7 separate regions of the Mus musculus genome follow, and all the other regions are linked to region 6. A link is a contact called in public Hi-C and promoter capture Hi-C data. All regions are on one chromosome and are shown on one strand. The core of a region is the stretch at or near the end of the contact, and the rest is flanking DNA. Distances in the headings are between cores, read along the strand shown. Region 1 holds the start of Psmb3 (proteasome (prosome, macropain) subunit, beta type 3). Region 2 holds the start of Map3k14 (mitogen-activated protein kinase kinase kinase 14). Region 3 holds the start of Grn (granulin). Region 4 holds the start of Rpl23 (ribosomal protein L23). Region 5 holds the start of Gpatch8 (G patch domain containing 8). Region 6 holds the start of Eif1 (eukaryotic translation initiation factor 1). Region 7 holds the start of Nmt1 (N-myristoyltransferase 1).

Region 1 (3,076 bases), core at 385-2,884, 2.6 Mb before region 6:
GGGCATCTGTTGCCATCGGAAACAAGAGCAAGGAGAAAATCCCTTTTAAATGGTGGCACTAGTTAGAGAGAGTCGTTCCTTCTTGCTTTTGTGTAGCTTTACTTCTGTGTCCCTTACACCTCTCCCTCTTGCAAACGATGCCCTTTGTTGATCTCTGTATTTATTTCCCCATCTTCCGCACTGTCTACTTAGGCCCCCTCATGGTATGCCTTTCTCTGTAGATCACAGCTAGGTTCTTCCTCCTTCCACTCTTTTATCCCTCACTTTGTTCCTGTGGTTTTTTTCCTGACTGTTTCCATCCACCGGGACAGATTTCCTCTTTCAAGTTGCTATCGTCCACTGATGCAGACAATGGGAAGCTGTCCAACCTCCGCAGCAAAATTTATTCTTAATCCAAGGAAAATTGCATTGTTAAACATGGCAGTGAGACAGAAACTTGGCTTTGCCTTTCTGTCATCCTGATTGGGAGAAAGAATAGTGAGAGGTGGTGAGGAGACGTTAGGGATAGATCCATTCACTGACCATAGACGGATTTCTAAATACAGTGACCATCTGGGTTGGTGTATCACAATTATTGCTTCTGGTACCTCGGTACCGAATGTGGCTTTGGAGCATTTGCGATTTAAAAAAAAAAAAAAAAGGCCGAGACCGTCCCTGGGTGGGCTCGAACCACCAACCTTTCGGTTAACAGCCGAACGCGCTAACCGATTGCGCCACAGAGACGGTGACAGTTGTTTGTGAGGCAGAGAGCCGAGTCAATAGTACTGAGCCGATATGGCGCAAGACCAGTCACGACGCAAGCAGTTACAGTAGCTTAGAAACCCAGCGGAACAAAATCTGATCTCGAAGAACAGCGAATCGAGGCTGTGGCGGAGGGAACAGTGGTTGTGCAAGGGAAGGGAAAGCAAGGGATGCACACGTCCCACCTGGGCTGCCCTGGAGCCGTTGGCCCAGGCTATCCTCGGTCAGTGTCTAGGATGTGGCACAGAACGTTCCTTTGTAGAGTGAACAGAGACTTAGGGCTACGTCTGTCGGCCAGCAGGGATTGGGAGTGAGAGACTCCAAACGCTGAACAACCTGTAGCTCACTCCCGTAAAACAAAACAAAAGCTCCATTCTGGAACTAAACCCTCCTAGCACGAACCCTCGGCACGATCTTCCCATTCTGCAAAGAATGGGCGCCTTCGGTATACTCGGTGCCGATAGGTTAATTGGCGCCTGCAAAAATCCCGGTGAACAGTAAGGATTTGTGAATGAACACTGGAAGTCGGGTAGCTTGAGTAAAATGCCTAACTCCTGCAGCACCACGGTAAGCGCCAGCTTACCTACTCTGCTTACAGCACCAGCCCCACAAGGCCTGTCCCAAGCCCACGTGTTGCAAACTCCGCCCCTAAACGGGATGGCCCGAACTCCAGGTCCGCCAAGATCCCAACATGCCCCGGACCGTAGGCTCTTCCGCACTCACAGTGACTTTTCACTTTCCGCTTTCCATACCTCCGTTTTGGTGTCTCAACCAAACTATGCATATTTGTGACTGACGGCATGAGTGTCCAATAGAAAGCTGAACTAGTCAATCCGAGTCGGCCCGCCAGCCAATGGGGAGGATTCGGCAAGAGCGTTGACCCTGAGAAAGCCAGAGCCGGTTTGCAGGCAACGCTGTGGGGATCGGGCTTCCACTCCAGCGCAATCATGGTGAGATCGGGGAGTAAGGAAAGGAGTCTGGGATGGGAACTGAAAGCAAGGACGAGTAGTGCTTGGGTTCGGGACGGGGAGAGCCTGGTGGTCAGTAGAATGCACATGGGAGTACCGTGCAGATGAGTGCGGTTCCTGGGTGCCCCACCGGGCCCATCTCAGGGCTGGAGCTCCTGGCGTCCTGGCTCCTCCGGAGTGGAGGGCACGGGTATATGAGCTTTGGGGACCAGAACTGATGTGAAGGTTATGGTCCCACTTAGCTCCACGAACTGAGCCCCTTGATTTGTTTGTCCCCAGTCTATTATGTCCTATAATGGAGGGGCCGTCATGGCCATGAAGGGAAAGAACTGTGTGGCCATCGCTGCAGACAGACGTTTCGGGATCCAGGCCCAGATGGTGACCACGGACTTCCAGAAGATCTTTCCCATGGGTGACAGGCTCTACATAGGCCTGGCCGGCCTGGCCACTGACGTCCAGACAGTGTAAGTGTCTCCAGCCCCACCTTCACCCAGGTTTCTTCGTTGAGCAGCCCGATATCAGCCATCTGCCAAAAGCCACGATTGAGTGTGAGACTCAGCTGAACACCACAGCGTTACGGAGATGGGTCCTAACCTATGTTTTTCTGGCATTACCTTGTGCTCTGCTCTTTGTGAAGAAGCATTTTTGTTAGGGAGTCCCTTAATCACCGTCTTAATATTACTGGCGAGCCGTCTCATTCTGCAATTGAAAAAAAAATTGAGACCTTCCTTCAAGATGCACAGTAATGAACGTCAGCCAGAATCCTACTGTAGGTCTTTCTAAAGACCGTGGGCACTCGCTAAACCAGTAGGCGGCTGGCAAAGCAGACATACCGAACGATAACTAACCATGATGAGCTGTTGGGTTTTAACTGCCCACTTTACTTACCTAGTTGACAGTGCTTATGTGATTTGAGTGATGGGAGGGTCTGAGAGGGGAAACGGGTTGTCTGTGATGGCCCCAGTGTGCTGGTTCTGATCGCTGTGGTTGGTGGTGGGAACTTTAAAAACACAATTCATTGATTATTATTTTACGTGTATGTGTGTCTGTGCACCACATGTGTGCAGTGACTGCAGAGGCTAGAAGAGATTGTTGGACAACCTTCCCCCCCAGCAACCCTCATGACCCAGCTTGAATTACAGGTGGTTGTGAGCCACCATGTGGGTGCTGGGGATAGAAAGCTGGAAGAGCAGTCAGTGCTCTTCATGCCTGAGCCATCTCTCCAGCCTCTACATTTATTATTATTATTATTATCATTTTATTGTTTGTATGCCCGGGTTCCACAGCCCTGTGTGAAGGTCAGAGGACAGCTTGCAGAAGTTGGTTTTGCCTTTCCATCATGTGGTTCCAGGCATTGAGCTGCTTAG
Region 2 (3,013 bases), core at 300-2,799, 2.9 Mb after region 6:
GTGCTCTGAGACAGGGCCTTGCTATGAAGCCCTGACAGGCTTCAAAGTCACAACAAATCCTCCTTGTCCCAGCCTCCCAGTGATGGATTACAGGTGTGTGCCACCATGCCTAGTTTTCAAGATGTCTTAAGGGCGTCTGAAAAACTCATAAAGCTGGCATCCATCCAAAGGAATTGCCTTTGACATCACTTTAAATACAAGAGGAAATACACACATACATCATAAGCAAGTCAAGAGTCTTCAAAGCATCCTCTCACATTAACAGCAAAAAGATCACCCCAACCCCCCCCCCTTTCTCTATCAAAGTTAGGTTATGCTGTTCTTATTCAGGGATCTGGAGAACTCACCCTCACTCATGGCTCTGAGGCCACAGACGAGGCATATCATCCCTCACACCTGGTTCAGGTACTTCGCTTACCAACTGGACAACAGTCTATGCATCTGACCACACCTACCACTAAATGGGAAAGTTACTAAGCAAAACCCTGCAGAACTGAAGTTAGGAAACAATCCTCTAATCTTTCAGAGAGACTATGTTTCTAGATACTCGCCAGTGTTCCGAAGTCCACTGGTCATGGTGCCACTCCTCGTTCAGTTCATTCTTTTAGCGCCCTTAATCCAGTCATTAGTGTTCATTGTCTCCAATTAACAACAACAACAACAACAACAACATGTCATTAAGACACTGATATTTGAAACTTTTCTCCACTCATCCACTTGACAGCCCATGCACACCCCTATCCATCCTTTAGGGCTGTCAGCCATCTTTTAATCTCAACTGGGGGGTGGGGAGTGGAGGGGGGGAGGTCTGAAGTTAATGAACATGATGAGGTTCCAAAGCAGGTGGGAATCTCTGCCTCAGACAAATGTTTCTTTTCACTTGGTGACAGGTGGCTGAAAGTTGCCAGAGCCGGGAAGAGCTTCCAGGACGGGACTAGTACATATAAACAGATTCCAAAAGTTCCGAGTAGAACACAGAATTAGAGAAGGGTAAGGACCATCGAGGAGGGAGGACAGCACCATCAGCGACTAGCATTGCTCTACTGAGTGCCCAGAGCAGTGATCCTCTCAGAACAAGTGATCCCAAGCAGTTCAAAGGGAAAGGCTGCTCATGTCACTGCTAGGGCAGTGGAGCGATCACCTTCTCTTGGGGGACACTTAGGAGCCAGGTCTGCCAGTAGGGCGGCTGAACTCGATGGCACGGATGTTGGGGAAAGGGAAGCAGACAGTACCCGCGCGCGTTCCGGGCAAGCGTGTGACCCGTGGGTGCGCGGCCTGGAGGTTCTAGGCGAGCACGGCGTTTCGAGCGTGGCGCTGATGGCGCTGAGCGTGCGAGCGGGTTAGACCGTAGTCACCCGGCCACCCCTCCCAGCCATCCCTCGTGGACAGCCCGGCTGCAACCCAGTCCCCGCCTGGGAGGCGCCCCTTCCCCGCCCGCTCCCTCGGCGTCCCGCTTTAGGACTCGGGGTTCTGCCCAGTCACCTACCGGCGGAGCGCCGTTGTCCTCAAACAAGCGAGTGTGGCGCTTCGCTGGCCAGCGATCGCTCCGGGCCCCTGCTGCCCCTCCTCGACCACGCCCCCGTGCCTATCCCCGCCCCGGGCCACGCCTCCCCCCGTGGCTGCGACTTTGCTAGCTTCCCGCCTCCTTTCTTTGGCCGCACCGCGACCCTTGATCCCACCCATTCCTATAAGTTAGCCAATAAAACGCCTTGATCCGGTCGGCCTGCCGGCCACTCCTCAGCAGCGATTGGCTAGCGAGGCCTCCCCAAAATGGGCACTGTTTCCGGCCAGGGTATCCAGCGCCGAAGGCTGGGTGGATGGGCGGTCTGTAGGCGAAGGAGGCCAGGGTGTTGGTTGAACTACACATGCGCTCTCGCCTTCTGGCAAATCTTACGGGCTGCATTCTTTTTGAGGTTACGGGAAGGAAGGGCGACTGTACGCATGCGTGGGCATTCCCGGCTTCGGCTTTGGTTACCTTGGAGACGGCGGGGCGCTCTCGCTCTGAGGTCTTGGGTTTCTCTGCTTTCTGCTTGAGGGCGAGGCTGCTTCGTGGGGGCCTGGTGGGGCCAGAAACATTTTTATGGAGCACGTAGAGTGAGCCCGGTTCTGTAAAGTGTGTGGAGATGAGGTTGCTCTGCCTACCCTCGAGAAGTGTGGGGAGCCAAAGGCCTATGTAGGACAGACCGGGTGTTGAAACGCTCTAAGGGAGTGTGCAGATGTGGTACAGTCTCCTTCCACCCCGAGAAGCTTCATGGTGTGTGTGCTGAGCACGGGATCCATTCTAAACTACAGAGTCAGGAAGACTTGGTCTTTGAAAACGTGCTCTCTACAGTGCCCTTTTTATGGGGCCGGGAAAGAGTGTAGGGAATTTATGGATTTTTTTTTTCTTTTCTAACTTTGCTAATGGGCTTCCTACTGTACCACAAGCTTCTGTTTACTGGTAATAAGAAATTACAAATATGTGTTTTTTAAAAAAATGTTTCCAGAATAAAAGATGCGCTGCGACCTTAGAGACTCTGCAAGGAATCCTAACTGCAGATGCAGGGACTGGTGGTATGGTGGGAGTGGCAGCCATATTCTTGGCTGGTTTGAGAAATAAGGAACGGCCTGTCTGGAAAGGTTTGAGCCAGGGCCAGACCACTGTCTGCTTGTGACCACTTTGCAGACCTAGCTTCTTTCTGGAGACAAGTTCAAGCCGACATCTGTTGTTGGACACCGAGAAAGGCCATTCATTTAGACAATGTGGAAACCCCACAACCTGGCCTGCATTCAGGAGGCTGAGGCAGGAGGATGACAAGTTTGAAGCTAGTCTGAGCTGCATAGCCTGACTTCTATGTGGAAACAAAGCCAACTAGATGAGAACCTGAGAGACTCACCCCTCTCCCCTGGGCCAGAAATATGTTAGAGCAAAGCCTGCAGTTGCCCATAGTCCATTGTTACGTTAGTGTCAACCGTGTCAAGAGTTGTCCCTGGAAGCCTTTCTGGCTGTGACTTGCACTGAGCCTATACTTCA
Region 3 (3,269 bases), core at 96-2,595, 2.1 Mb after region 6:
ACAGAAACTAAACACGGCAATCTGCACTTGCAATCGTGGCGCTTGGGAGATGGGGGCAGAAAACTGAGAAGTTCTGTGTCAGCTATCTATCAAGCTGAAGCTCGTCTGGAACACAGGAAACCCTGACTCAGAGGGTGAGCTGCAATGTTGCTGAGTCTGGTTTCCAACTCCTGGGGTTCAGCAGCACCCCTTCCTCAGCCTCCGCAGATGGCTGTGTCTCACTAGAAGCATAAGCAATGGTCTGTTCTGGGGACACCTGTATGAATGTCATGGAACACCTATGCTAACACCATCAGGATGCAGAATGATGCACCAGTCTTACACACTTTCTGGGACTCCAGTGTAAGAAGCCCTCACGGAATTCCACAACCCTGCATGCACTCCTCTCTATGTAAGACTCCCACTGTCCTGAACTGTATGGCTGACCCCCATGGTCTCTATTCACCCACCATAACAATTCCTCGAAGGTGGGGACAGCTGAAACAAGGAAACCCCTTCCATCTCGACAGCCACCAGCCTACTCCACAGGCAGTGCCACACACTTGGCTAATGCCCTTATCTTGAACGTGGCTTTCAACCCTTGCTAGAGGCTGTCTGTAAAGAACAAGATATAAACTACCCAAGGAAAGGATTCACTGTCTTTCCCAATCTAGTTTCAAGTTCCTCTGTCCCACCTTATCAGCCTCTTAAAATTCTTTCAGCTTCAATTTAATGCAGTGCTATCAATATGGATTTAAATCTCTTCTTCCCCCCAGTTTGAGCCAATCTCCTGCCTCCTCCCTACACACATCTACAGTGCCCGGTACTCGCCCTTGAACCTTTATTAGATTTAGTCTAAGCCACTCTCCCCATTCAAACCTGGGGACTATTTATCTTCACCCTCACAACCATCTTCCAACTGGTTTCGAGTCCTTGTCTGCCAGGCGTGAAGAGACAGGAATGTACAAAAGTCCCGATCCAGAAGCAGACACCCTCCAGTAAACGACCTTGAACGCGTGCCCTCAGGGCAGCTCTCCTAACTGTGGGTGCCCTTAGGCATGAGGTGTCTCATCTCTGCAACACTCTGCCGCCAGAACCCAAACCAGCAAGCTCTGCCCTGGGGGAGGCGGGCTATGTTGTCATATGATTCTCTAATCACATGATCCCTAGAAATGGGGTGTGGGGAGAAAGAGGAAAGGGAGGAGGAATGTGAACTGAGTAGAAAAGAAACACAGCATTCCAGGAGAGTCCCGCCTCTACGTAGACAAGTAACCAATGGAAGCCCTGGATCTCCGAGCAATGGCTAATGGAAATTGAGGTGGGCGGGCCATCGTGCGGCCAAGCCCTAGTCCTGGAGCTGACCGCCAGATGCCTCCCAGGGAGCCCGGACCCCGACGCAGGTAGGAGGACCCTCTGCAGACAATCTCCCCGGCTACTGTCCAGAGGTCCAGAGGCCTGACCAGGCTGCCTGTGCAATTGAGGGTCCTCTGGAGTCTCAGCTCAGAGACAAGAGAAGACCTGCCTCTTGAAACTCCCCTAGGGGTTTCTGATGCACTAACGAGGTTGTTTTTTTCTTTTCTTTTTTGGAGGGGTGGGGGCAGTTGTTGTAGAGACACCTCCCCGCACCCCCTCCCCCCCAATAAGAGGCTTCTCTTGCCCAGCATGTCGGAAAGCTGCAGGCCTTTCTCCAGGACAGGAACCACCCCACTCTTGGGCCAGCTCCTCTCTTGTCCGTACTTCCCACCTCTGTCTCCAGGTCCGGCTCTTTCTCTTTCGGACGCTGCAAGTGTTCTCTGCGGCGGCGTGCATTGGGTGGGGATCTCCGGCCCTTGGCCCCCAGAGCTCAAAGGGGTTGCGAGCAGGACCAGGGCGTGATGGCTGAGTCCCTGGGTTGTGTCAGCTTTATTTCCTTTCTTGGGGGGCGAGAGAGCTAATTTCCGCCTCTCCCCGCCACTTTTCCCCCGCTGCCTCTCATCTGGATTGGCTCACCTTTTAGGAAATTCATTTCCCCTCGACACTCAGAGTTGGGGGGTGCCACCTAGTGGAAGATGTCGGAGCTAGGGCTTTGAAAGGCTCCAGTTCTCCCTAGCTGTGTAGTGTAGAGGTGGCCAGGGGCTCACCACTCCCTAGCCCCGTTGAGAGGAACTGGGTCTTCCCTACCCCTTCCTGGTTAGGAGATGGCCTCTGGGATGTTCTTTGAATTAGGTGAAAGGGCACTTGAAAAGACCTAGAGAAGGAAAGAGAAAGATGGCAGATCCTTCTATGTAGCCCAGGCTGGCCTGGGATTCACCTTATAGCCCAAGTTGGCCTGGCACTTGCAACCCTCCTACCTCAGCCTCCCAAATGCTGGGATCAAAAGCATGCCTGCCATGTGTGGGTGGCATTTCCTGTCTTTCATAGCCACCAGTGTCCAGGCAGAGAAGAATTGAGACACAGGGAGCAATTTCTGACATAGAGTGTCACTTCCAGGACTAAAACCCAAGTCTCTGTACCTACTTTTTAAATATTTTATTATTATTATTATTATTATTATTATTATTTTTTTTTTTTTTTTTTTTTTTTGGTTTTTCGAGACAGGGTTTCTCTGTGTAGCCCTGGCTGTCCTGGAACTCACTCTGTAGACCAGGCTGGCCTCAAAACCAGAAATCTGTCTGCCTCTGTCTCCCAAGTGCTGGGATTAAAGGTGTGCACCACCACCGCCCGGCTCCCACCCTGTTTCTATCCTGCTTGGGTCACCTGCCAGAAAAATGCTCTGTCCTGTCCTGTTTGGACCTCTGGCCTCTGGGATTCAGGGTCCTTCTCTGACAATATTCAGGGAGACCAGTTGGCATATGAACCCAGTCCCATATCCCGTCTTTTTTCCCTGACTTGATCCTTAGGCATGGATTTGAAAAGTGAAAGTAATATTATAATTACTGTTTTGCATAGTTGTTGCAGAGAAATACAGTAAGGAGAGGGAGAAAGACTCCCTAGAGGGTCTTTGAATATTGTTGGGTCATTCTGGGTTGCTGGGTAGGCCAGCTGGGCTGGGGAAAGGCTTATTAGGGAAGTGAGAGGCTCGGTTCCTCCTGCTGAGGCAGTGAGGCACTGTGCTGGGTCTTCCCACTTGCAGCTGAGTTTCGGTTTCTGAGGGGGGAGAGACGGAGGCGGTCCGTTTGAGGTGCCCTGGTGATGTCGGGAAGGGCTCACCATGAAGTTAGCTTTAAGGCTGATCCAGTCTCTGTGTCCCCTTCCCTTGGGTGGGGTGGGGGGACAGTTGTGGGTAGGCGGTGGCTGGCCCATAGGGAAGC
Region 4 (3,329 bases), core at 767-3,266, 2.5 Mb before region 6:
AGCAACCCCACAGGCCTCACTTGCACTACACCAAAGGACTTCGAGAATATCTCTGGAAAAAGAACAGTGCCTGATAGCACTAGGAAGCTGAGGTGGGTAGGTCTGAGCTCAAGGACAGCCAAGCTTACAGTGAGATCCTGCCAAGAAAGTTCTACAGCTGGAACACTCAAGGCAGAGGAGGTTCTGAGGTCTGTTCATCTACCTGATGAGAACACATTTCAGGGTAGTTAATACACCAATAGTCAGCTCCCAGTACAGTGTCTATCACAAGGCCTCTGGACAATGTGTCTGCTTCCAGGTGTTCGGACAACAACCCACAAAAATACACCCATTTCACATTGTCATCTGCACTGACAGCTAGGGACAGACAACCAACTGAAGATCTTTTCTGGTAAGACTACATAGTCTACTACAGGGGAAGAACTTAGCCAGGTGAGTGGCAGATTACATAGCATGAAAGACGGAAAAGACCCTAATTAGAGAAAAAACAAAGTGTTCCATAAACCGCAGCAGTCAGACATGTGGCCGTGTCTGTAAGCCCAACACTGAGGTCCAGCCTGTGCTACCAAGTCAAGCCTTGTCTCAAACAGGGAGCTGAGGCATTGATCTCAAAGGCTCTCACATGTGTAGCTTCCTTGACAGCCACAGAATTAAGATCCCATCTTCCAACACCCAGAGAACTTCTACCTTCCACTACGACTTAAGGAGCCTCCCAGGGCCGGGCGTGGTGGCGCACGCCTTTAATCCCAGCACTTGGGAGGCAGAGGCAGGCGAGTTCGAGGCCAGCCTGGTCTACAAAGTGAGTTCCAGGACAGCCAGGGCTACACAGAAAAACACTGTCAAAAAAAAAACCAAACAAACAAACCAAAACAAGCAACCAAACAAAAAAACAAGCTCTCCTCCCCGCTCACCCTTTTTCCTTAGTTCTGGTTTGCCTTTCTTAACTGTGGCCATCACCATGTCCCCAACACCAGCAGCAGGAAGTCTGTTCAGCCGTCCCTTGATTCCCTTCACAGAGATGATATACAAGTTTTTAGCTCCTATAGGAAAAAAACAAACAAAAGTAAATTTTGTATGAGACCGGCAGAATTCACAATATAGAGTCAGCAAGGCTATACACCAAGTAACTCAGTCTCAGAAAAGCATGAACACAAACAAACCAAAACAAACCGTTTTCGTAAAACTCATCGGGCTTGTAAGTAATCTTTCAGAAGTGTCTTGTCACAACACCGATTGAAGTTAAACAACACAACACGTTGCCACTTCACCCAAAAGTGGTGTTTTTCACTCTGCCCCTTCTTGACGGCTCAGTGGGTCACTAGCAAAAGGCTCACTGAGTGCTTTTAAAAGGGGACGGTGGCAGGACGCGGCCGAAGGCCTCACCTGTGTTGTCTGCACAGTTGATCACAGCTCCGACCGGAAGACCCAGGGAAATCCGGAATTTCGCCCCGGAGGACCCACCGCGTCCTGCGGGGAGGGAAACAGACAGGACAAGGGTCCACATTCGGTCTCACAGTTCCCAACTATAACCCACCGCACACGCTTCGGCGAGGGCCGGCCGCTCCCCGGCTACCACGCACTTGTCACGGGACCCGGCCGTGCCCATTATTTGCATCCTCCTGCGGAAGAAGGAGACTGCGAGGCTCCAACCTCGTCTGCATTTGCGGGGACCGCAGATATCGCGCAGTCCCGTCGACCCCACGTTCTCCGTTCGGCCCCATGCTCCGCTCCTACACCAGCTCAACACCATTGGCATCGCCCTCTTTCAGGGCTCCCTCTAGGCCTCCGCGGTGCCCCCATCTTCTCTATCTCCGGCCCCGGGACTGTAAACTATCACCGCCGCCGGGGGCCGTCGCCAAGGGATGGGCGGGCCATCCCGCGCGGCAGATGCCAACGGATCCCCAAACTCAAAATTCCTCACCTCGCTTCGACATCTTGAACGCCCGGAAAGGGTCAGAAAGGAAGTTAGTACAGGGGACACTGGGATATGAACGGGAGGCCCCGCCCACTCAGCCACGTGACCGGACCTCGTCCAGCCCGCCTCCCTCCCCGGGTCGCAGCTAGATGACGTAAAAGGCCTGGGCCTCCGCGGGACCGTTCTGCGTGGGAAAGCTGCGCTTAAGATGTGTAGGGGCGAGTAATTTTGGGGCTACACCCAACGCCTCGGAAGTAATTGGCGATATGGACACATTGCCTTTTGGCTTTTTAAAATTTGCTTAACAGCTTCTTTTGAGCTCTGTGGCCAAGCCCCTCTCTGGATAACAGGGATTCGAAAATTATTGCTGCGGGTGTGGTGGTGCTCGCCAATAATCTCGGCATCGTGGGAGCTGAAGCAGGAGAATTGCGGCGATTTCAACATCACCTCAGCTACCCATGAGATCCTTCCTCAAAACAAATAAATACATGAGTAAAATAAATTCTTCTGTAAGGGTTCCTAAAGAACAGACACATGGGGCAAGAGCAAGTTCAGAATGGTTTCATTTGGCTGTGGAACAATTAAGTGGAGCGCTACAGATGAGTCTGTGTGTTTGGTACCATAACATTCTTTCGTCATGAGAGTTAACAATACTCTATTAGTGACATTCACACAGCCGCTCGGACTACAACTCAGTACCTTATTATTAATTATTCTTAGACTTAGCCCACAGCTAACCGTGACCGATTGATTGGCTTTGTTGCTTCTTAAAGATGTGCAAAATTTCGTAAAGCTTAAATATAGGATAGTTTATGCTTGCTTATAATCAAGATGGACAGGTTTTGTTTTGTTTTGTTTTGTTTTGTTTTGTTTTGTTTGGGGGGACAGGGTTTCTCTGTATAGCTCTGGCTGTCCTGGAACCCACTCTGTAGACCAGGCTGGCCTCAAACTCAGAAATCCGCCTGCCTGCCTCTGCCTCCCAAGTGCTGGGATTAAAGGCGTGCACCACCACGCCCGACTGGACATGTTTTAATTTATTAATATTAATTTCCCCTTTTACTACCTCAACCTCTCCCTATTTTCCTTACCTTCTGTTGAAACATTCATTCAAATGTGCGTTGAATACTTATATCAGGGCCAGATTCTGTCCAGATTACATGAGGGAATAAAATAGAGCATTATTCTTGCCTTTATGGGTTTTCCTCTGCCAGGGTAGAGGTTGGAGGCAGGTAATAGATACTAAATAATAGGAGTGGGCTGGAGAGATGGTTCAGCAGTTAAGAGCACTGACTGCTCTTCCAGAGGTCCTGAGTTCAATTCCCAGTGACCACATGGTGGCTCACAACCATTTGTAACGGGATCTGATACCCTCTTCTGGTCTGTCTGAAGACAGCTACAGTGTACTCATATAAAT
Region 5 (3,391 bases), core at 276-2,775, 2.2 Mb after region 6:
TAAATTAACAAAAAATAGTAATAAAGCGTATATACTTTATACCTGCTTCATAGGGCTTGATATAGGGAGAAAGAAAAGAAAGATAAGCCTGCCTTCCTTCTCGGGTATCAAATGTCCACCTCAAACTTTGGAAGACCTGAGATAAATCCTTAAAACACCTTAAGATGCTGTGCTGGGCTGCAGTTTCTGCGGCAGGCACATGACCACAAGGCATTTTCAGCAACTCCCAAATCCCTTACTGCTGCAAAACTTCCCATAGCGTTCTACACCTAAGACTATTTAACAGTGTTGATTTTAAACCAGTTGAAATTGCTTTGTCTATCAACCCAATCATCTCCAAGAATTCAAACCCTTCAAATTGCCTTCTGACACAGCTAGAGGTGCGTTGAGGAAGCTGAAAGGAATACAAAAACTCGAGTTCGGAGGCTCATCCCTTGACCTAAATTGCTGTTGCCAGGAGATGCGGTAGTAATGCAGTGATTTGCAACTGAGGATGTATTTTACCTAGAAATAACCAAAGGCTACTAAATCCCTTATTGTCTCCCAACTATGCCTGCAGTAACAATTTCAATATCTAAAAGCCTAATGATTCTAATTCGGCCTTTGTTGTTTGTTTTTTTGTTTTGTTTTGTTTTTGTTGTTTTTTTCTTTAATGCCTGCCACCCCACGGACATCTTTCCCAGATCAACATTTGCAAACGAAGAAAGAAAAAAAAAAAAAATCAAGGTTTAGGAACGAATTTACTCCCGCTTGGAAAGGCCATAATTATGCTTCTTTACAAATCTTGGTAGGTCTCGAAGTTAAGTTTACGCCAGTCCACAGACCTATACCTTACTGTCCCCAACCCAATTAACGGCCTGTAAACAACAGCAGTTATTTATGCCCAGAGAAAGCTCAATGGCTCGCCTCAACAAAAAAGGCGTCTTTGATAAGAAAGGGCGCCCTTTACCAGGGGGAAGACTAGGTTAGACAGTCGATAAAGGGCTTGTTTGTCACAATGGGAAAACGGAGAGGCGATCCCCAGGATGATCGGGGCGAGCAAAAGCCAAGGCTTCCATAGCCCCGGCCTGAAAACCGCTGGCCCAAGCCTTCCCCGCCCCAGCCCTCTCCCCCGGGGGCCGGGCCGGCCCTGCGCCTGCACAGGCCCCGAGACAAGCAAAGCGCAACCCCCACAAAGCGCCCGGCTGCGGAGCGGGAAGCCAGGAGCAAAATAGGAGGAAAGCCGAGCCGAAGAAGCGGCGTGAATAGGGATGAAGCCGGGGACGCGGCCTCATCTCAGCCCCGGAGGCCCCTGGAGAAATGAGAGGCAGGAAGGGGCGAGAGCCGGCTTGCAAGGTGGAGCGGAGAGCAGAAGGAAGGAGAGCCAGGAGGCCGGGAGGGAGGCGGCCCCGGGCTCGCGGCGAGCCCTCCGGGGGCGTGGGTGGTCCTCGGCGACGCCCGTGTTTACCTGAAAGTCTCGGTCCTCGTTGAAGCGGGAGAAGCGGTCCGCCATTTTGCCGCTCTCACTCCTCCTCAGGACGACGCTCTCCGGTTCGCTCCTCCCCTCCCGCTACGCCCGCCCCCTCTCTGTTTCCACGCCCCCTCCCACGCCCACCGGGCGCGCGCAGCAGGCGTGGGGAGGGGGGTGGAGGATGTGTGCTTGGCGAGGGATTGTTGGGGGGGTGTTGGGAAGAGGAGGGAACAGGAATTCGTTCCGACGGGAATCCCGAAGGCGCGCAGGCCTGGAGGCGGAACCTTCCTCTCACATCGCTCGGTTTCACGCCCGGCCCCGAGCGACCCCAGCGGGCCGCGCATGCGCACTCGCGCCGGCGCGCGTAAGCGCTTCCGGAGGGAAAGATCAGCAGGGCAGAGCATTTGGGGGCCTGGGAAGTATTCACTTGCTCCCTTAGCAGTGTTCAGAAGTCTTTCTTTCTTATGCTCTTGTTTACGGTCAAGCCCATCCCGTATTTGTAATAATATACAGTGTAATGCTATACAGTAGCATGAGATCTGACTTTACAGCTAGAGTACTTTTAATGTTTTTTTGTTTTGTTTTTGTTATTTTGTTGACAGGGTTTCCTGTAGCTCTCTATGTAGTAGAGGCTCGCCCCCCGATGTCCAAAGAGGGTATTTTTAAAATTAATACATAATAATGTTACTTAAGAGGTACCAAAAAAATCTCTCAAAGGGCTTCCATTCCAGGCAGGAAGTCAGATAACCAATAAATTAACCTAATAGTTGTAAATATAAACGAGTGTCTATTCCTGCTTGAGGCTGAGGGGAAATTAAGTCAAGCTTATCCTTGGCTACATAGGAAGTTCAAAGCTAGCCTGGGCTATAAGACATTGCTTCAAATAACAAAATCTAAGTGACACTGTGGGGGGGGGGGACTGTAATGAAAAGAATGACCTATCTTAAAGCTACATATAAATCAAGGCATAACAAAGGGATCACAACCTTGAAGAAGAGAGAAACTTAAACACATGGCTACCAAGAGCTTGACGTTTTTTTCTTACTATTTTCCCTCCCCCTCCCACTCCTCTCCCCCCTCCACACATATATATTCATGTTCAGAGTCATTGGATCCCCTGAAGCTAGAGTTACAGTTAAGAATCACCATGTATGTCAGTGCTAGAAACAAACCCAGGTGCTCTGCATGTGGAACAAGTGCTTTTAACTGCTTAGCCATCTTTCCAGCTCTTGTTTTCTTTAATGTTTTCACAGGGTGGGGGAGTGAGGGGGGGCTGTTTAATTTTACCTAGTGTAAGACTGCTTCGCCTACATGAATGAATGAATGTATGTATGTATGTATGTATGTATGTATGTATGTATGTATGTGTATCAGCTCTTAACAGCTGAGCCATCTCTCTAGCCCCTCTACCTGATTTTAAGACAAGGTCTCTCCTTAAACCTGGAGCTCTCCCTAGTCAGCTAGCAAGCCTCTGGAATTTGTACCTGGCACCAGGGAAGGTGAGGGTGTGGGCAGAGCTGAAAGTCCAAGGGACTGGTCACAAAGCAATCTAGAAAGCAGTTGGAGCCTAAATCATTTTTTTTTTCTCACTCAGGTAGCAGCTGGAGACTTTCTCTAGAAATGCTAACCAAACAAATCATGGGATTTTTGTTGTTGTTGTTTATTTATTTATTTATTCATTATATGTAAGTACACTGTAGCTGTCTTCAGACACTCCAGAAGAGGGAGTCAGATCTCATTATCGATGGTTGTGAGCCACCATGTGGTTCCTGGGATTTGAACTCTGGACCTTTGGAAGAGCAGTCAGGTGCTCTTACCCACTGAGCCATCTCACCAGCCCAAATCATGGGTTTTTAACATGCCGGCTCTAATCCAGAAGAAAGTATTTTGCCGAAATGAGAGGATCTGTCAAAAACCAACTGTCTTAGTCACTGTTTTTGT
Region 6 (2,999 bases), core at 414-2,913:
CAGAGATCTGCCTACCTCTGCCTCCTGAGTGCTGGGACTAAAGGCGTGTGCCACCACACCTGACTAAGCTTGCAAGTTTTTGTTGGAATTGTGTGGTGCTTTTTGGCATTTTTTTTCTCTGTTGTATTTGTTTTGGGCCTTTTGGTTTTTTGTTTGTTTTTTTTTTTTTTTCGAGACAGTGTTTCTCTGTATAGATAGCCCTGGCTGTCCTGGAACTCACTTTGTAGACCAGGCTGGCCTCTAACTCAGAAATCCACCTTCCTCTGCATCCCAAGTGCTGGGATTAAAGGTGTGTGCCACCATCCAGCAGTTTCTTGTTTTGAAAGTCTCATTGTATAGATCTGCTGGGTCTCAAACTCGCAGGCATCTATCTGCCAGCCTCTGCCTCACAAGTGCTAAGATCAAAGGCGTGCCCCACCACACCCGGCCTATTTTTCTGGTTCTTCAGAGACAGTAGCCAGTCTAGTACTGAATTCACTTGACCTTGAACTTTTTCCTCTGGCTTCCTTCTCCTGAGAGCTGGGATGTACCACCATACCTAGAAGTTGGCAGTATTTTTAAGTTAAGAGATTTTATATAAAGCACCCACTCTTTGGGGAGCATTTGAATAAAGTCTGACACAGTAGTTATCAGCCTCTGGTTCTCCTATTGGCCCCCACAAACCCAGTTACATCACACTTGGCTGTCTCTTTTTTTTTTTTTTTTTTTTTTTCGGTTTTTCGAGACAGGGTTTCTCTGTATACCTTGGCTGTCCTGGAACTCACTCTGTAGACCAGGCTAGCCTCGAACTCGGAAATCCGCCTGTCTCTGCTTCCCAAGTGCTGGGATTAAAGGTGTGCGCGGTGGCACTTGCCTTTAATCCCACCACTCATGGGGCAAAAGCAGACCCCATGTGGCCAGCCTGGTCTATAGAGTTCCAGCACAGCCAAAACCCTGTCTTGAAAAAACAAAAAGAAAGGTTAACTGCTTTGAAAAAAATATTCACCTAGACTCTACAAAGGCTTTACCTCACACACAGGCTTGTAGGACAAAAGGCATCCTGTGAGGCTTGGACATTTTTTTCCTGGGGTCCCCACTCCTACCTAAGGGACTACTTCCTTCCTTAGAAGAATTAATCTAAATAATAATTTTTGGTTACCAATTTTAAAACATGCTAATCCAAATGATACCCTATATAAGGTCCAAATTTTGATCACGTTATTTTATGCTGATTAAATGGCTATATCTGTGAATACGTGCAGAGAAGGGTAGGTTGATGGGTGGCTGGATCAGTCGAATTTTGGAGGACCCGCACGTAATTACCCTTTAAAGCAAATCGATCCTCACCCTAAGACCCATCTCAGAGCTAGTGCCAGGACCCCAACAGGGTCAAGATGGTAGAACGTGCGGTAGGCGCAGGCGCGCTCGAAACCTCCGCCAGTTTTCGCGGCCGCTCAGACAACTACCATGCCCACTGCGCAAGCGCGCAGGCGGACCAAGCTTTCCCTCCCCCCTCTCGCCCCTCCCTGAGTCAACAGAACATCCTTTCCAGGCCAAACCCAGTGCGCACGCGTCAAGCCTTGACTCCGCCCCCCGACCAATAGGAAGCCGCAGCGCTCGGGCGTCCGGGAGCTTGACTCCATGGGTGGGGCCGAGACGTGAGGGCAGCGCGCTGGCGTCACAGGGGCGGCTATATAAGTGAATACAGGCGCCGCCCCTCCGCCCCAGTCACTGAGCCGCCGCCGAGGACTCAGCTGCCTCCCCCTCGAGCCCCCTCGCTTCCCGACGCTCCGTCCCCCCCGCCCGCCTTCTCCCGCAGCCGCCTTCCGCAGGCCGTTTCCACCGAGGAAAAGGAATCGTATCGTATGTCCGCTATCCAGAACCTCCACTCTTTCGGTGAGCCTGGGGAAGGTCGCGCGGGCCTGGGGGGGGGGTGGCGGGGTCGGAGCTCGGAGAGCCGCCGAGCGCGGCGAGCCCATCTTAGCTCGGGCTGGAGGGGTGGTGATGCCCGTGGAACCGAGATCTGCGCCCAGGGTCGACCTCTGAGGGTGCCCGGAAGAAACGGGTGGGAGGTGAGCCCTTGGGCGGGCCCGGCGTCTCGGGTGGCGCATTTACTAATGGCTCCTGCCTCTCGGCGAGCCACACCCGCCCCCTCCCGCCACCCCTGCGTCATGTCCTCTACGTCACCGTCGTTGTCTCGGAGCTGGGAGGGAAGGCCCCGCCTCGGGAGCCTGGCTTCCGGTAGGTTGCATCAGCCGGGTGGGGCGCTGCCTGCCCACTAGGTCTCTCCAGCACGTGATCAGCCTTGGCGGGAGGGCTGGCCTAGAGCAGAAAGCTAGCTCTAGTACTGGCCAGTTCCCGGAGGGACAACAAAGGACACCTCCGGATTATTTCTTCACAGACCCCTTTGCTGATGCAAGTAAGGGTGATGACCTGCTTCCTGCTGGCACTGAGGATTATATCCATATAAGAATTCAACAGAGAAACGGCAGGAAGACCCTTACCACTGTCCAAGGGATCGCTGATGATTACGATAAAAAGAAACTAGTGAAGGCGTTTAAGAAGGTGGGTCTGCTGTGGAGAGAGCACGTTGTATGGTCTACCAAGGGAGAGGGTGCAAACGTCAAGGGAGTCCGTGTTGATGGCATGGCCTCTTAGATGCTGCATCCTTTTGTCCTTGCAGAAATTTGCCTGCAATGGTACTGTAATTGAGCATCCAGAATATGGAGAAGTAATTCAGCTACAGGGTGACCAGCGCAAGAACATATGCCAGTTCCTGATAGAGGTGAGTTTAGGCCGCCCTCAATGCATTATGGGTTTCCTGAATTTCTAATCCTTACAGTTGAGCTTTTAAATACATGTAGACATTCCCACTTTCAAACAGTACTTGGGGGTGGCATAGGGAAGTTTTAGTAACAGTGGTCAATTGAACCATTGTGTCTACTGGGATAGACTGAAGTACTCTTCTTTATTGGGACTCCTTGCAAGGTGTATATGGGAGAATCTGTTGACGTCATGTA
Region 7 (3,432 bases), core at 822-3,321, 2.7 Mb after region 6:
TTAAGAGCACTGACTGCTCTTCCAAAGGTCCTGAGTTCAAATCCCAGCAACCACATGGTGGCTCACAACCATACATAATAGGATCTGATGCTCTCTTCTGGAGTGTCTGAAGACAGCTACGGTGTACTTACACATAATAAATAAATCTTTAAAAAAAGAAAAAAGAAAAAAAAAGGAAAAAGAAAAGTTAACCTCCAGATGGTGAGACGGCTCAGTGGGTCAAAGTGCAAGCATGTACACATGTACACACATGCACACAGGAATACATGTAATATGCTGGAGGTAGTAGTGCATAGTGAACTCAGGGCCTTATGCATGCTAGGCATGTCCTCTACCAGGAAGCCCTAATGCGAATATGGTCAGCTGAGCCCAAGTGGGCAGCTTTGACTGCTTTCTGAAATCAAACAGAAATGACCAAGGAGTGTTTGCATCTTTGGAGTCTTACTTCTCTGGGCCTGCCGCTCAAGTAAGATGAGTTGGCTATATTTAGCTCTGCAGTTTCTTTTTTGTTGTTGTTGCTCTTGTTGTTTTCTGTGAGTCAGAAAAGGAATTGCTTCTTCCCTTGTTCAGTTTTACCAAGGCAAAGGTCATTTCCCTTTTCGGCCTTGCAGCTCTCTGATGGTAAGACCCAGTCTTTCACCACCCAGCATACTCAGCACAAATAGGAAGGCTCTAAGCCCTTGTCTTTGGGCAATCTTCTCAGGATTATGATTAGACTAGCTAGTTACAGGACAAAGCCCAGAGGGACAGAAGCATTTAGGCAATTCTAAGATAGATGCTGCATTTACCTGGCTATAACTGATTCGTCCTTGGAAGTTGCCTGGATCCAACAGTGTGACTGGTGTGACGGTGAAGCCTTACAGAGGGCACAGAGTAGGTAGATACAGATTTATAGACAGATTTTGCCGCCTACAAACAATGTACCAACTTTTCTGGAACAGTCTTTTCATCTGTGAAAAAGGAATAATAATGGCATAACACATTCTAAGCTTGTTAAAATTATAGGAATTCAGGTACAAAAAGTCTTACGCCAGAGCCTGGCGTGTAAGTGCTCATTAAAGTCTTGTGTTGGGAGTAGGGGAGCTCGTGAGGCCTCAACCCCAGACTAAGAACTACAGGCAATTAAGGAAGGCTAAAAATGGGGGAGGAAATAGTTCTTCCCAGGCACACCAGCCCTGAAATCATTTGCATACAACATTATGCTTACTGAACGGGCTATATTTATATATTTAGGAAAACACACACACACCCATATGTAACAACAACTAAAGAAAAAGAGGCCATGAATTTGAGAGCAAGGTGGGGTGTATATGGGAGGGGTTAGAGGAAGGAAAGGGGAAGTGGGGAAATGGTGTAATTATCATAATCTTAAAAAAAAAGACTTGTTATGGAAGGCTCTAGAGGAGAATCAAAGGGAAATGTGAAGAAGAGCGCAGTGCAAAATTAGAAGCCAAGAAATGGTAAGCCTCCCCTGCAAGCAATCAAGTCTTTGGCTCGGGGGCAGTGTTCCACACACCTCAATGCACTGCCTCTCGGTTTTAGATTTCCAAAGACCCAGGTCTCCCTAAAGGCTGGAGTAGGGAAGGCAGCCGAGAGCAAACCTATAGGAAAGTCCTCTGTAAGGGCATTTGAGCTCCTGGAGAATCGCAGCCATGAACCTCAGTGTCTTTCACTTACCCAGGAATGGTAACGGTCCTTAACGTTAGCCGATAACGGCTCATCTGTGGCCTGTTGATTACCAAGGGCGGCCTGAAAACCTTGGACTTTGCAAGCCCTTTACTTGCGAAACTCTAATTCAACATGGAACTGCAACTCCCAGCGTGCCCCGCGACCACCCTATAAGGCGTACAGCGCCCTTCGTCTCAGAGGGCGGCCGAACCTAGGGGCTTCCGGAATTGCTGCCCGCTCCTCCCAAGGCAGCGTCCCTTCATGATTTCTGGGTTTTGTAGTCCACATCGGTACAGTTTTTTGAAAACAAGCCACCCTTAGTGGCAGATTTCTTCACACAAACTACAAAACCCAGAATACAGCGCGTACTTCCTCTGTCCAATAGGAGCCCTCCATGTAGCGGGGCGCGGAGTCCGGCTCTCGCAACCCAAGATGGCGGATGAGAGTGAGACAGCAGTGAAGCTGCCGGCACCTTCGTTGCCACTGATGATGGAAGGGAATGGAAACGGCCATGAGCACTGCAGCGATTGCGAGAACGAGGAGGACAACAGCCACAACAGGAGGTAACGAGATCATCGTAGCCCAATTCCTGTCCGGTCTCCCACAAGCTGGGTATCTGGGGTGCGGGGAAGTCACCGGGAGCTTAGTCTAACCCCACCCCCATGTTCTTATTGGCTAAGCCATTGAGATCCTACCTAGCGATTGGTTTTTGTCTTTGTCACTTACCAGGATGGGTGCTCAGATATTAAGGGTCGGAGACATGCAATACTTTTATTATATAAAAGTTCTGTTTAGTGTACCACTCCCTTGCTTTAGGCACGATGGGGGAAAAGAACATTTTGAACGGTAGATTTCAGTAGTACAATGCAGAGCAATCTAGAAGCTGCGGTTCAGAAGGAACGTTACTTATAAAGGTGTATGAGAAACGTGACTAGCCATAAACTAATAATAAAACATTTCGTTGTAGTTCACGCTCAATGAGGAAATTCACTAGGCTATACAAGCCATGCATATAATTATGTTGTAAAATATAACTGCCAGACAAGTCCGAAATATAAACTCACTATGATCCTATGTTATTAGTGATGTGATGTTTTGATTTATTCAGTGTCTGTTGCCTCAAATAATCGGTGAAGAGTCAATTTCATTGTACCTTCACTTTGTTAATTTAGTGAAGGGCCTCAAAGCTTCAATAAACTGATGTTGCTTCTTGGAGAACATGTGGTATTTGTGGGGTACTACTGCACGTCTTGTACTTTAGGGTCTCCCTGGGGTTTTTTGTTCGTTATGTTTTGCCTTTTTAGACAGGTTCTACTGTGTAGCTATGGCTGGCCTGGGGCATACAATGTAGAACAGATTGACTCCAAACTTGGGGTGATGTTCTTGTCTCTCGGGTATGGGGATTAGTACTGTTACAGGTCACTGTGTAGGTCAGGGTCTTACTATAAGTAATTTCAGTCTTTTGTTAGTAGAGAAGAAGAAATGGGCCAGATATTTGAGAATTTGTATTTGTCTTTGTTTTTCCAATCAGTACATCAGTAAGCCAGTCACGAAAAATGATGTATTTAAGTTCATATTATTTTCCTGCTGCTCTAACGCCCCCACCCAATATGTATGTATGTATGTATGTATGTATACATATGTATATTTTTGTGTAGAGACTTGTGGGTGTGTGATTGAGTGGTTGTTTGTTGTTGTTGTTGTTTTTTGTTTTTGTTTTGTTTTGTTTTGTTTTTTGAGACAGGGTTTCTCTGTGTAGCCCTG

What was found. Promoter capture Hi-C pulls out the DNA fragments that hold promoters and counts their contacts. Hi-C and Micro-C count contacts between places; a contact is called where the count stands out from the background.
Region 1: a promoter capture Hi-C map of pre-B cells shows a contact between it and region 6, with 12 times the contacts expected there. The contact joins the promoter of Psmb3 here to the promoter of Eif1 in region 6. A contact is called at or near these places in 2 of 39 promoter capture datasets (cranial neural crest and pre-B cells).
Region 2: a Hi-C map of B cells shows a contact between it and region 6, with 6 read pairs. The contact joins the promoter of Map3k14 here to the promoter of Eif1 in region 6. A contact is called at or near these places in 2 of 39 promoter capture datasets (liver and pre-B cells) and 1 of 484 Hi-C or Micro-C datasets (B cells).
Region 3: a contact with region 6 is called in a promoter capture Hi-C map of liver, with 4 times the contacts expected there. The contact joins the promoter of Grn here to the promoter of Eif1 in region 6. A contact is called at or near these places in 2 of 39 promoter capture datasets (liver and pre-B cells) and 2 of 9 other capture datasets (adipose tissue and liver).
Region 4: a contact with region 6 is called in a promoter capture Hi-C map of pre-B cells, with 7 times the contacts expected there. The contact joins the promoter of Rpl23 here to the promoter of Eif1 in region 6. A contact is called at or near these places in 3 of 39 promoter capture datasets (hippocampal neurons, liver and pre-B cells).
Region 5: a contact with region 6 is called in a promoter capture Hi-C map of pre-B cells, with 4 times the contacts expected there. The contact joins the promoter of Gpatch8 here to the promoter of Eif1 in region 6. A contact is called at or near these places in 2 of 39 promoter capture datasets (liver and pre-B cells), 1 of 484 Hi-C or Micro-C datasets (B cells), 1 of 115 datasets of contacts at active chromatin or transcription factors (thymic regulatory T cells) and 1 of 9 other capture datasets (liver).
Region 7: a contact with region 6 is called in a promoter capture Hi-C map of pre-B cells, with 7 times the contacts expected there. The contact joins the promoter of Nmt1 here to the promoter of Eif1 in region 6. A contact is called at or near these places in 2 of 39 promoter capture datasets (liver and pre-B cells).

Annotation. Positions count from the first base shown.
Region 1 is chr11:97,701,800-97,704,875 of GRCm38.p6, forward strand. Psmb3 (proteasome (prosome, macropain) subunit, beta type 3) reads left to right here and starts at 1,635. Exons shown (of 6, transcript NM_011971.4): 1 at 1,635-1,691; 2 at 1,989-2,173. The coding sequence starts at 1,689. n-TNgtt8 (a tRNA gene) reads right to left here and starts at 723; the gene lies at 650-723. It also overlaps a transcript of Pcgf2 not described here.
Region 2 is chr11:103,265,852-103,268,864 of GRCm38.p6, forward strand. It overlaps Map3k14 (mitogen-activated protein kinase kinase kinase 14), which reads right to left and starts at 1,550. Exons shown (of 16, transcript NM_016896.3): 1 at 1,487-1,550.
Region 3 is chr11:102,429,162-102,432,430 of GRCm38.p6, forward strand. It overlaps Grn (granulin), which reads left to right and starts at 1,346. Exons shown (of 13, transcript NM_008175.5): 1 at 1,346-1,379.
Region 4 is chr11:97,780,423-97,783,751 of GRCm38.p6, forward strand. It overlaps Rpl23 (ribosomal protein L23), which reads right to left and starts at 2,017. Exons shown (of 5, transcript NM_022891.3): 1 at 1,922-2,017; 2 at 1,384-1,467; 3 at 912-1,040. The coding sequence starts at 1,934. Snora21 (small nucleolar RNA, H/ACA box 21) reads right to left here and starts at 1,344; the gene lies at 1,217-1,344.
Region 5 is chr11:102,554,633-102,558,023 of GRCm38.p6, forward strand. It overlaps Gpatch8 (G patch domain containing 8), which reads right to left and starts at 1,526. Exons shown (of 8, transcript NM_001159492.1): 1 at 1,448-1,526. The coding sequence starts at 1,492.
Region 6 is chr11:100,318,286-100,321,284 of GRCm38.p6, forward strand. Eif1 (eukaryotic translation initiation factor 1) reads left to right here and starts at 1,664. Exons shown (of 4, transcript NM_011508.2): 1 at 1,664-1,875; 2 at 2,381-2,544; 3 at 2,663-2,764. The coding sequence starts at 1,845.
Region 7 is chr11:103,026,472-103,029,903 of GRCm38.p6, forward strand. Nmt1 (N-myristoyltransferase 1) reads left to right here and starts at 2,072. Exons shown (of 12, transcript NM_008707.4): 1 at 2,072-2,231. The coding sequence starts at 2,101. It also overlaps a transcript of Dcakd not described here.